Linked DNA regions of Rattus norvegicus: region 2 is linked to region 1. The links are chromatin contacts, called in public Hi-C maps. All regions are on one chromosome and are shown on one strand. Each heading gives the region's core, a stretch centred on a gene start, on an enhancer-like site or on the middle of the called end of the contact. The rest is flanking DNA. Distances are from core to core; before and after follow the strand shown.

Region 1 (4,537 bases), core at 1,437-3,936:
ACAAGCTTGAACCACACTTTGTATCTTAAAATGAGATTGACATTTACTAAAAAGGTGTGGAGAATGCTCCCATGAACCCCAGCTCCATTTTTTTTCACTCACTGTGGGTTTGGTATTATTGATAATAACCCAACATCTCATTCAGATTTACTCACTTTAAATCTCAGGAAGTTTTTGAGACCCATCAAGACCACCGCCCTGAGCTGAGTGTGGTGGCATCCAACTGATCCCTTCATACTTACACACCTAGTAAAGGTGCTTGGGAGGTCCATGTAAGAGAACGGAGAGTTCAAGGCCAGCTTGGGTCAAAGATGGAAAACCCGTCACAGAACAAAACGACACCATCAAACCACTATGCTGCATTGAGTTCTAATACCGTCTAGGGATTCTCGCCGCTGTCTCTGACCATTTGCTTTTTCTTGTCTTTGGTGGCCTTGAAAGTTTGGGAGCGTGCTGATGAGGTGTTTTAGAGAAAGTACCTCATTCATGGACATTGGACTTCATTTAGGGCTAGGAGTTTTGGAGAGGAAGCTCTGGGAGGAAAACTGCCATCCTTATCATATCTAATACACAGTCAAGGTGGCTTACTGATTCTTATGTTCACCTTGGTCAACGGGCTGGGCCAAGGTAATGGTTTCTCTGTTAGAAGTTCCTTACCAGTTTTTTTGTTTTGTTTTGTTTTGTTTCCTCTTTGGAAAGTACTGTGTGCAGCCTGTATTTTGGGAGAGGGGAGTTCTGCTCTGTCTCCTTCAGGGCAGTCTCTATGTAGATTACTTATACATCTTCTGCACTTCTTGTCTCTTCTGCCCCATTTGCTTATTCACTTACATCAGTATGGACTCAAAAATATTAATTAATTAATTTATTTGTTGCTCACAATCAAACAGCGCTATATTTTCTTACTGAAATTGTTCTGGCTTTGGCCATGAGGAGCTCTTTCGACTGTTTCCCATGTGTCCTGGACAATTTTTATCTGTGCTGGCTATTCTCTTGGAAAGCCATGTCCTTACCTTCTGGTACAACAGGGTGCTCATGTGAAATATTTTCTGTCCCACTACCAGAATCACCCCTTTCCCCAAAGAGCCTGAGTTGCTTTAATTGGAGGAAAGTATTCAAAACAAGAGCTGAGGGCCATAGAAATGTTCCATCTATGGTAAAGTGCTTGCTCTGCAAGCGTGGGAACCTGAATTCAGATTGTCTGTCTTCCCAGTGAAAAGCTAGGTACAGTAGTTTGTGCCTCTGTAATTTCAGCACTAGGGAGGCAGAGACAGGAGGACCCTTTGGTATTGCTAGTCAACTGTCTAATTAACCAGGGAGCTCCAGATTCAGTGAGAGACTCTGCTTCAAAAGAGAAGGTGAGGAGAGAGTGACTGAGTTAGACACTAGACACCTATCTTTGTATTCTCATGAACACAGACACAAGTGCCAATAGGCACACATGTGCACGCGTGCCTGTGCATGCACAGGCAAAAGAGAGGCAGAGAGATCTAAATGCTAGGTGTGTGGGCTGTTGCAAAAATGTTTCCAGGACCAATTAATTTACAGGGCAAGAAGATACAGGCACGTGTACTATCATGCTATCTCAAATATATTCATACTGCTGTAGTTCTTTACACACACCTATAGCAAGGTGAACACAAGTTCCTACGGATGTCTCCAGCCTTCATCCTGAACGAAACTAAGGCCCCTAAACCTACTTCCCTTGTTTGTCTGAGACTCCCAAGGGAAAAAGATCTGGTGGCCACTTAATCATCGTTCTCCCGTTAAACATAGGTAGTGGTGTACTTTGATGGAATTTGTTGATCTGTCTTCTCAGGCATTTGATCTTCAATTATCCTGTGCCCATTCTTTCACTGCACTCATCTTGCAGCCGTGACATAAAGCAGAATTTGGTATTCCACACAGTTGATTTAACGTACATTTTCTTTAAGGTTCCCTTTCTTCTGGTCTCCCCTGCCTCCATCATCTTTCCAATACATCTGAGCAGCGTGAGGACCCAGCATGATTGGGAGATGGGGATTCCCCGCAAACACGCCCCCCCCCCCCGCTTTTTACATACAAGGAGACGGTAGACTAGAGCAGATAATCTGTTTTCATTGCCTCTCTGCTCATTCAACAATTATCTAGCTCCTTCTACATGCCAGTGCCAGCGCTGCTCCTGCAAGGGCCACACCAGCTCTGTGCCCTTGTCACTCGGCTCCACGGGTGACATAAATAATAATGAAAGCGGTCCAGCATTAGGGCTGCTTGCAGTGCAGGCGCGAGAATCCTGGCAGGGGGCGCAGTGCCGGCCTGGAAGGCCAGTGTGGGTCGGTCACACTTGTTCCTGCTCCTCCCAGGTTTGGAGCAGCCCTGGAGGAGGAGACCTGGCCAGCTCCACGTTTCTGCAGCCACTCCATTCCGCCCTCAGGGCTCCCAGGCGCGGCCCCGCCCCTCCATGATCCCGCCCACAACAGGCACCGCCCACCAGCCGAGCCCACGCTCCGGCCCCTAACGAAGCTCTCCGGAAATTCCCGAAGCCCCTCTTTTTCCTTCCTCTCCTTTCCCTGCTCTCCCTTTCCTTTCACCCGGACTCCCTCGGCCGTGATTTCTCCCTCCCCCTCCTTCCTTCCCCATCGGAAAGCAAGATGGAGGCTCGCTGCTGCCGCCGGCGTCCGTGATCGCGGAGCTTCTCCAGCCCCGGCCCCCGCCCTCGCGTGTCCGCGCCGCTGCCCGCGCCCCGGCCGGCCACACAGAGGCCGTGGCTCCGCGCGCCCGCCCCGCGCCAGGCTCGCGGTTCCCGGGCGGTGTCCTCGTCTATGTGGGCGCGCTCCTCGGGCCGAGCCGCCGCCGCCCGCCGCCCCGGGGCTGTGCGTCCGCGCGCCGGGCGCGGGCAGCTGGGTGTTCGGCGCCGTCAGGCCAGGCGCGGGCGGCTGGGTGCGCGGAGCTAGGGGCGCGGGGCCTGAGGCGGGCTCGTCCGCCGCCGAAGCCATGAGCGGCAGCAGCGGCGGTGCCACCGCCCCGGCCGCGTCCTCCGGCCCGGCGGCGGCGGCCAGCGCGGCGGGCTCCGGCTGCGGGGGCGGCGCCGGCGAGGGTGCCGAGGAGGCCGCCAAGGACCTGGCCGACATCGCGGCCTTCTTTCGATCCGGTGAGTACCGCGGTTGCCCCACGCGCTCCGCCGGCCCGGCGCGCCCCGATCTCCGGCCCGGTACAGCCCTGCGCGCTCTCGTCCCCGTCGCCGCATCGGGGCTCTGCGATCCACTCCGGCGTGTCAGGTTACCCACGCCGCCCGTGTGCTGCAGCTGGTCCCGGGCGCCTTCACTCGCTTTCCCGGCACTCGCCCCTCGTGCCAGGCTAGACACCCCTCGGTCTCCCGCTGCAGCGACCACGGCCCCGCGTGTAGGGGCGCCGGCTCTTTGTTTCTTGCTGGAGGGCCGAGGAGGCGGCGGCGGGGACGGCGTGGGCGGAGGCCGGTGTCCCGGAGGACGAGCTCACCGGGACTGGGGACAGCAGCTCTGCCCTGTGATAGCTTTTGGGCCGCTGATAGCTGGACCCCCGACCTCATTATCAGCGAGTGTCCTGGCTCCGGTCTTCTAGCCTGTCATCCAGCCTTGGCGGTACAGTTCTGTGAAACCGGGCAGCCATCGCACCTTAGCCCAGGAACCGAGGAAGGTGGCTGAGCTGAGGCGGCGGTCAGGTCCAGCCATTGTCTCTTGGGGGAGGCCAGGGAAGGACATCTGGGACCGTGGTGGTTCTAGGGAGAGGCGTGGGACTAGGGCTGGCGAGCACTGCGTGGGTGGCGTGGACCTGGAGGCAGCTCGGGGCAGCTCGGGGTCCGCTCTGGCGAGCAGGAGGTGGCCGAGGAGGAGGCTAGCCCGGAGCCCAGCGGTCGGGAGGGGCGCTGGTGTGCGGCGCAGGGGGCGTGACGGGGCGTCCCGGGGACCCCGGTAACGGCACCTCCTCCAAGCCCGGCCCGGCCCAGATCCCGCGCGAGCCCGGCTAGCGTCCGCACGTCCCTGCGTGCCGTCCGGTTTGCTTGCGCGCCCGGGAGGCGGCGGAGGGCAGCGGCGGCGGTCGGGGGCCTGCAGCTCGGGGAGCAGTCCCTGGCGGGCCAGGCTTGGGAGTGAGGATGCAGGCTCCGCGCTGGAGAGCCGGAGAGGGCGGCCCAGGTCAGGCACCGGAGGGGCGGGCGGGCCAGGGAGGGCGCGGGGAAGCTGCCCGCCTCCGGGAGGACGACTGGGAGAGCCTCGGGGTCTAGCGAGCGGCCTGCACCCGGGTGAGCGCGGGAGGCTGACAGCTCAGGTTCTCTCTAGCCTCTTTCAAAGTCAGCTCCCTAACTGGGAGAGATCAGGACTGCAGTCTGGGTCATTAGGAGCTAGCAATTGAAGCGACCGGCCTTGGGCGAGGCAGATAACTTCTAGACCGTTAGACACCTGGTTTAGTTCTGTCTTCTTGATCATTGTCTGGAAGGGTTAGTTTTGATTTGTCTTTACCGATTGGTTATGACTAGAAGTGACACATTCCGTCTCTACGGTGTCAACTTGGGTTTCGTGTGCTC
Region 2 (4,330 bases), core at 569-3,068, 150 kb before region 1:
TTCAATGGCCAGGCAATAGGATGTCACCAACCCAGAGAGAGCATGATGAATGTCCTCCAGGGGACGTGTAGCACCCCTTCTTACCAAGTGAGCCTTGTGTGTGCATGCTTAGCTTTACACGAGAAATGCAGGATTCCAGCTAGGATAAAATTAGATTCTAAAAACCATCATGAAGTTAATGAACAAGGGTGATCATGAGGCAGATGCCAACACACGTTAGGAAAGGAGTTAAATACCCGGTGTCTTTATTATGCTCTAAATTTTCTCTTTAAGCAGGTGGAACATATTTTCAAGATAAATGAATTGACTGGGTGGTTTTTCACTTTTAACTATCTTAGTCTGTGCAAGCCTGGGCTAAAAGGCTTTGTGTATACACAAAGGCTCTGAAATCAATTCTCTGAGCAAAAAGAAAAATCAATACTCTGGCACCTGTATTATCGATGGTAAATATAACCAAATACAGATTGCATAGCATTTAGAGTCATGAAGGAATTGTGTTGTGGAGAATTTTATTTGCCCAGGATGCTGACCACTGAGATGGGCACAAACAGGTGTTTTCCCAGGGAGTTGAAGAACACAAAGCGAATCCTGTAGACCATCTTCAGGAAACAACCCATGAGGAGCAGAGACATGAATATGAAGACAGAGTTCTTCCTGAGTGACTCTGTGATCTGCCTTGCTGCATGCAGTCATGCTCCACAAAATACCTGAACTCGGGTCAGCCCTATGCTTCTCCTTCTGAACCTCTTGAGGGCCACATTAGTCCCGTGCAAAGCAAGAGCAAGAGCAGATCCTGAAGACCGAGAGGCTCAAGCGCTTCTCTAGCCTTCATGTGTTTCATCTGGGATTTTCGGCACACAATATAGCCCATTGCCAAAATCTCACAAAAATGACAAAGGCCTGGGAAGGGAGGTATCTCCTCAGAAGTTCAAAGGGAGAAGACAATGTCCAAGTGAGATTCATGTCCCCACTCTCAAGCTGCCTCCTGCTCACCTCTGCCCTAGAGGATCCTCCCCTGTGTCTCTCATCATTCACGCACTAAGCCCAAACTGCCCTTCCTATCCTGTGCCCACATTCCTCCGCTAGCTTCCTACCATTCAGCCACCACTGCCCAACCCCAAAAAACTTCAGGAAGCCATTCTTCTTTTGTCATGCTATCTCTCAGCTCCTATTACATCTAGTTACATACCCAAGATCTCCTGCACACCCAAGGATGACTTTCTCCCAAAATAAATATTGCCTTTCAAAGCATCAGTGACATTGACATTTTGTAACAAGTCCCAGCATCCTTCTGTAATAAACCAAAAAAAAAAAATGGATTACAGAAGACTTACAATGAGACCTTAGTGAAACAGTCACAACATGAAGGACACATAAAAAACATTCAAACCCTGTTATACATGACTGGTTGCACATCTCTAATGCTAAAAAAGGATGGCTAACCACTGGCGCAGCAGCTACATATGACCAACCCAGACATCACAGGAAAAGCAAAGTGATCTAACTAATTGTCAAGGAGTCATACCACAGGTGGACAGGATTTCCTATGCAGATGCTTTAAATGGGCAAGGAAACTACACTTGGCTGACGATGGCAGGCCTCGGTCTGAGAGCCTCCTGTCCACCTCTTCCTGCTGCAGGGCAGCATTCAAACGTGGCTGCTCACCTAATTGTCTATCTGCTGCCATTACTATGTTTGCCTATCAGTGTTCTTCTGTCACATGGCTGGCTGGCTGCTTGCTTTGCTTAGGGTCAGTGAGAACAGCTGCTTGGGTTCTCTGCCACAATTCGCCTTCAGCAGCAGCTGTCCATCACACAGGGGCAGCAGAGATCCGTGATCCATGAAGGCCAGAGAGGACCACAGACAGGAGCTTACAGGCATGAAGCTTCACAGACATGACCCACTGTCTCCGACAGAGACCAGTTTGAGGCTTCTTCACACACTGGTCCCTCCCATGTGTTCATGCCCTGATAACTGTGGGCATTTTGGGCTGAGCTGGTTTTAACTTACTTACAGTTTTCAGTAAAGATTAGCATGGTGGTATTCCCAGTGAGAAGGCTGAGCCTTTTCAAAACCCATCATGCATTTCTTTAATTTTTGTTTTGTTTTGGTTTTTTTTTGTATTTGTATAAGGGCAGGCATGTGTAAGGGTGTAGGTACATGCATGCTTGCACGTGTGTGTAGAGGACAGAGGCTGGGTTTGCTGGGTTGCTCAATTGTTCTACTGATGTTTGTTTGTTTGTTTGTTTGTTTGTTTGTTTGTTTGTTTGAGACAGAATTTCCTACTGAGTTGGGCTAGACTGTCTGGTGAAAGAATCATTCAGCTCTGCCTGCTTAGCACTAAGGTTAAGATTCATGCCCAATTGTCACAGGGGCACTGGGGCTTGCACTCAGTCACTCATGTTTATGTTTCTGTAGATCCCACCTCTCAGTGGCTGCACCATCTTAGCACTCCCCGACTGGAGACCAAGTTTCCAGTGCATGAGCTTTGGGGACCAGACAGACTGAAGCAGCATGTCTATCATGGTGTAGTTACATTATCAGGAGTAGGCTTGGTGCTAGGAGAAGTCTCCGGGCTTAAGAGCACATACTGTTCTTGCAGAGGACTAGTTTTGGTAACTCAAGTTCCAAGGAATCAAAAATTCTCTTCTGACCCCCACATGTGCCTGCCTTGTGTACATACCTACACACAAAATATAAATATGAATTATTTTTAAAATTGTAAGAATAAACTTAAAGTAGATTTCGAATTTTGATCAATGAGAATCCAATTTTCTGCTCCTCTCACATCTAATGACTAAAAGAGTTGCCCATAAACTACTTAAAAACCAATCTTTCAAAATGGCTATCGCATTTATGAACTCACAGTGTCTGTGGTTACCTGGTTACCAGCACAAGACCTACACAAGATCTAGCTAATCAAATGTCTAGCATAGAAGGGGCAGGTGTGTTTTTTTCTGCTGAAAGCCAGGTACTTGCTGTCAAAATGGGAGAGTTCAGGAAACCCTAGAAAGTGGTGCTGGTCCTGGTTGGATGCTACTCTAGACACAAGGCCATCATCATGAAATGCATCGATGACGGCACCTCAGACCACCCTCACAGCCATGCCCTGGTGGCTGGAATTGACCATTATCTCCAAAAAGTGACAGCTGCCATGGGCAAGAAGAAAATTGCCAATAGAACCAAGACCAAGTCCTTTGTGAAAGTTTATGACTACAACCACCTCATGCTCAAAGGTAATCTGTGGATATCGCCTTGGACAAAACTGTTGTCAAGAAGGGTGTGTTCAGAGACCCAGTGTTGAAACACAAGGCCAGGCAGGAGTCCAAGGTCAAGTCTGAGGAGTGATACAAGACAGGGAAGAACAAATATTTTTTCCAGAAGCTTCACTTTTAGATATATTTTTGTTTTCTTCATTAAACATTAAAAAGGGGGGCAATGCTCTCCAGGGCTATTCATCACTAAAGAGTTATCGACAGCAGATAACTGTTAGAGGAGGGAGACGCATTCTTCTTAGAAAATATAGTCACTGGTAAGTTTCCCAGGATCCAGTGAGTGGATCCATACCCATGTGTATATGAACAGCAGTAACTGAATTTGATAAATTATAATAGGAAAAGGAAGGGCTAAAGGGATGGCACAGCAGTTAACAGGACACACTGGTCTGTAGAGGAACTAAGCTCAGTTCCTAACACTCAGATAATTCTGCTCATGGCACACACACACACACACACACACACACACACACACGCATGCATGCACAATTAAGAGTGATAAAAACAAATCTGAAAAGAAAGAAGACAGGATGTTTTGAGGGTATATGTTGAAGAAATACAAAAGTTATGAGGGAAATGGGAAGAGAATACCATCATGGTTCATTATATAAACATATGAAGTCCACAAAAAATTATATAATTAAAAAATTAGTCTATGTGCTGAATATTTTTTATATCAACACCAGCTAACATCATCTGAGAGGAGGAAACTTCAACTTAAAAAAATGGGGGTTGGGGATTTAGCTCAGTGGTAGAGCGCTTGCCTAGCAAGCGCAAGGCCCTGGGTTCAGTCCCCAGCTCCAAAAAAAAAAAAAAAAAAGAAAAGAAAAGAAAAGAAATGCCTCCATAAGATCAGGCTGCAGGCAAACCTGTAAGGCATTTTCTGAACTAGTAGTTGATGGGGGAGAGCCCAGTGCATTGTGGGTAGGGCTATCCCTTGGCTGGTGGTCCTGGATCGTATTAGAAAGCAACCTGAGCAAGTCATGATGAGCAAGCTAGTAAGCAGCGTTCCTGTGCAAAAGCATGTGCCCACGAGCACACTGCCTGGAGTCTCC

What was found. A called contact is a pair of places that touch in the nucleus more often than the background predicts.
Region 2: a Hi-C map of psoas muscle shows a contact between it and region 1, with 2.6 times the contacts expected there. The contact joins the enhancer-like site here to the promoter of Trio in region 1. A contact is called at or near these places in 5 of 12 Hi-C or Micro-C datasets (the A7r5 cell line, the Rat2 cell line, Schwann cells and 2 more) and 1 of 1 datasets of contacts at active chromatin or transcription factors (oligodendrocytes).

The regions. Positions count from the first base shown.
Region 1 is chr2:80,529,761-80,534,297 of GRCr8, reverse strand. It overlaps Trio (trio Rho guanine nucleotide exchange factor), which reads left to right and starts at 2,686. Exons shown (of 57, transcript NM_001107658.3): 1 at 2,686-3,127. The coding sequence starts at 2,971.
Region 2 is chr2:80,682,284-80,686,613 of GRCr8, reverse strand. It overlaps a transcript of Dnah5 not described here and the pseudogene LOC108349970. Among named protein-coding and RNA genes, the nearest start is that of Dnah5, 27 kb to the left of the region's middle. Within about 2 kb of position 1,818, at least 7 of the 93 cell types and tissues checked have an H3K27ac peak or open chromatin away from gene starts, as enhancers often do.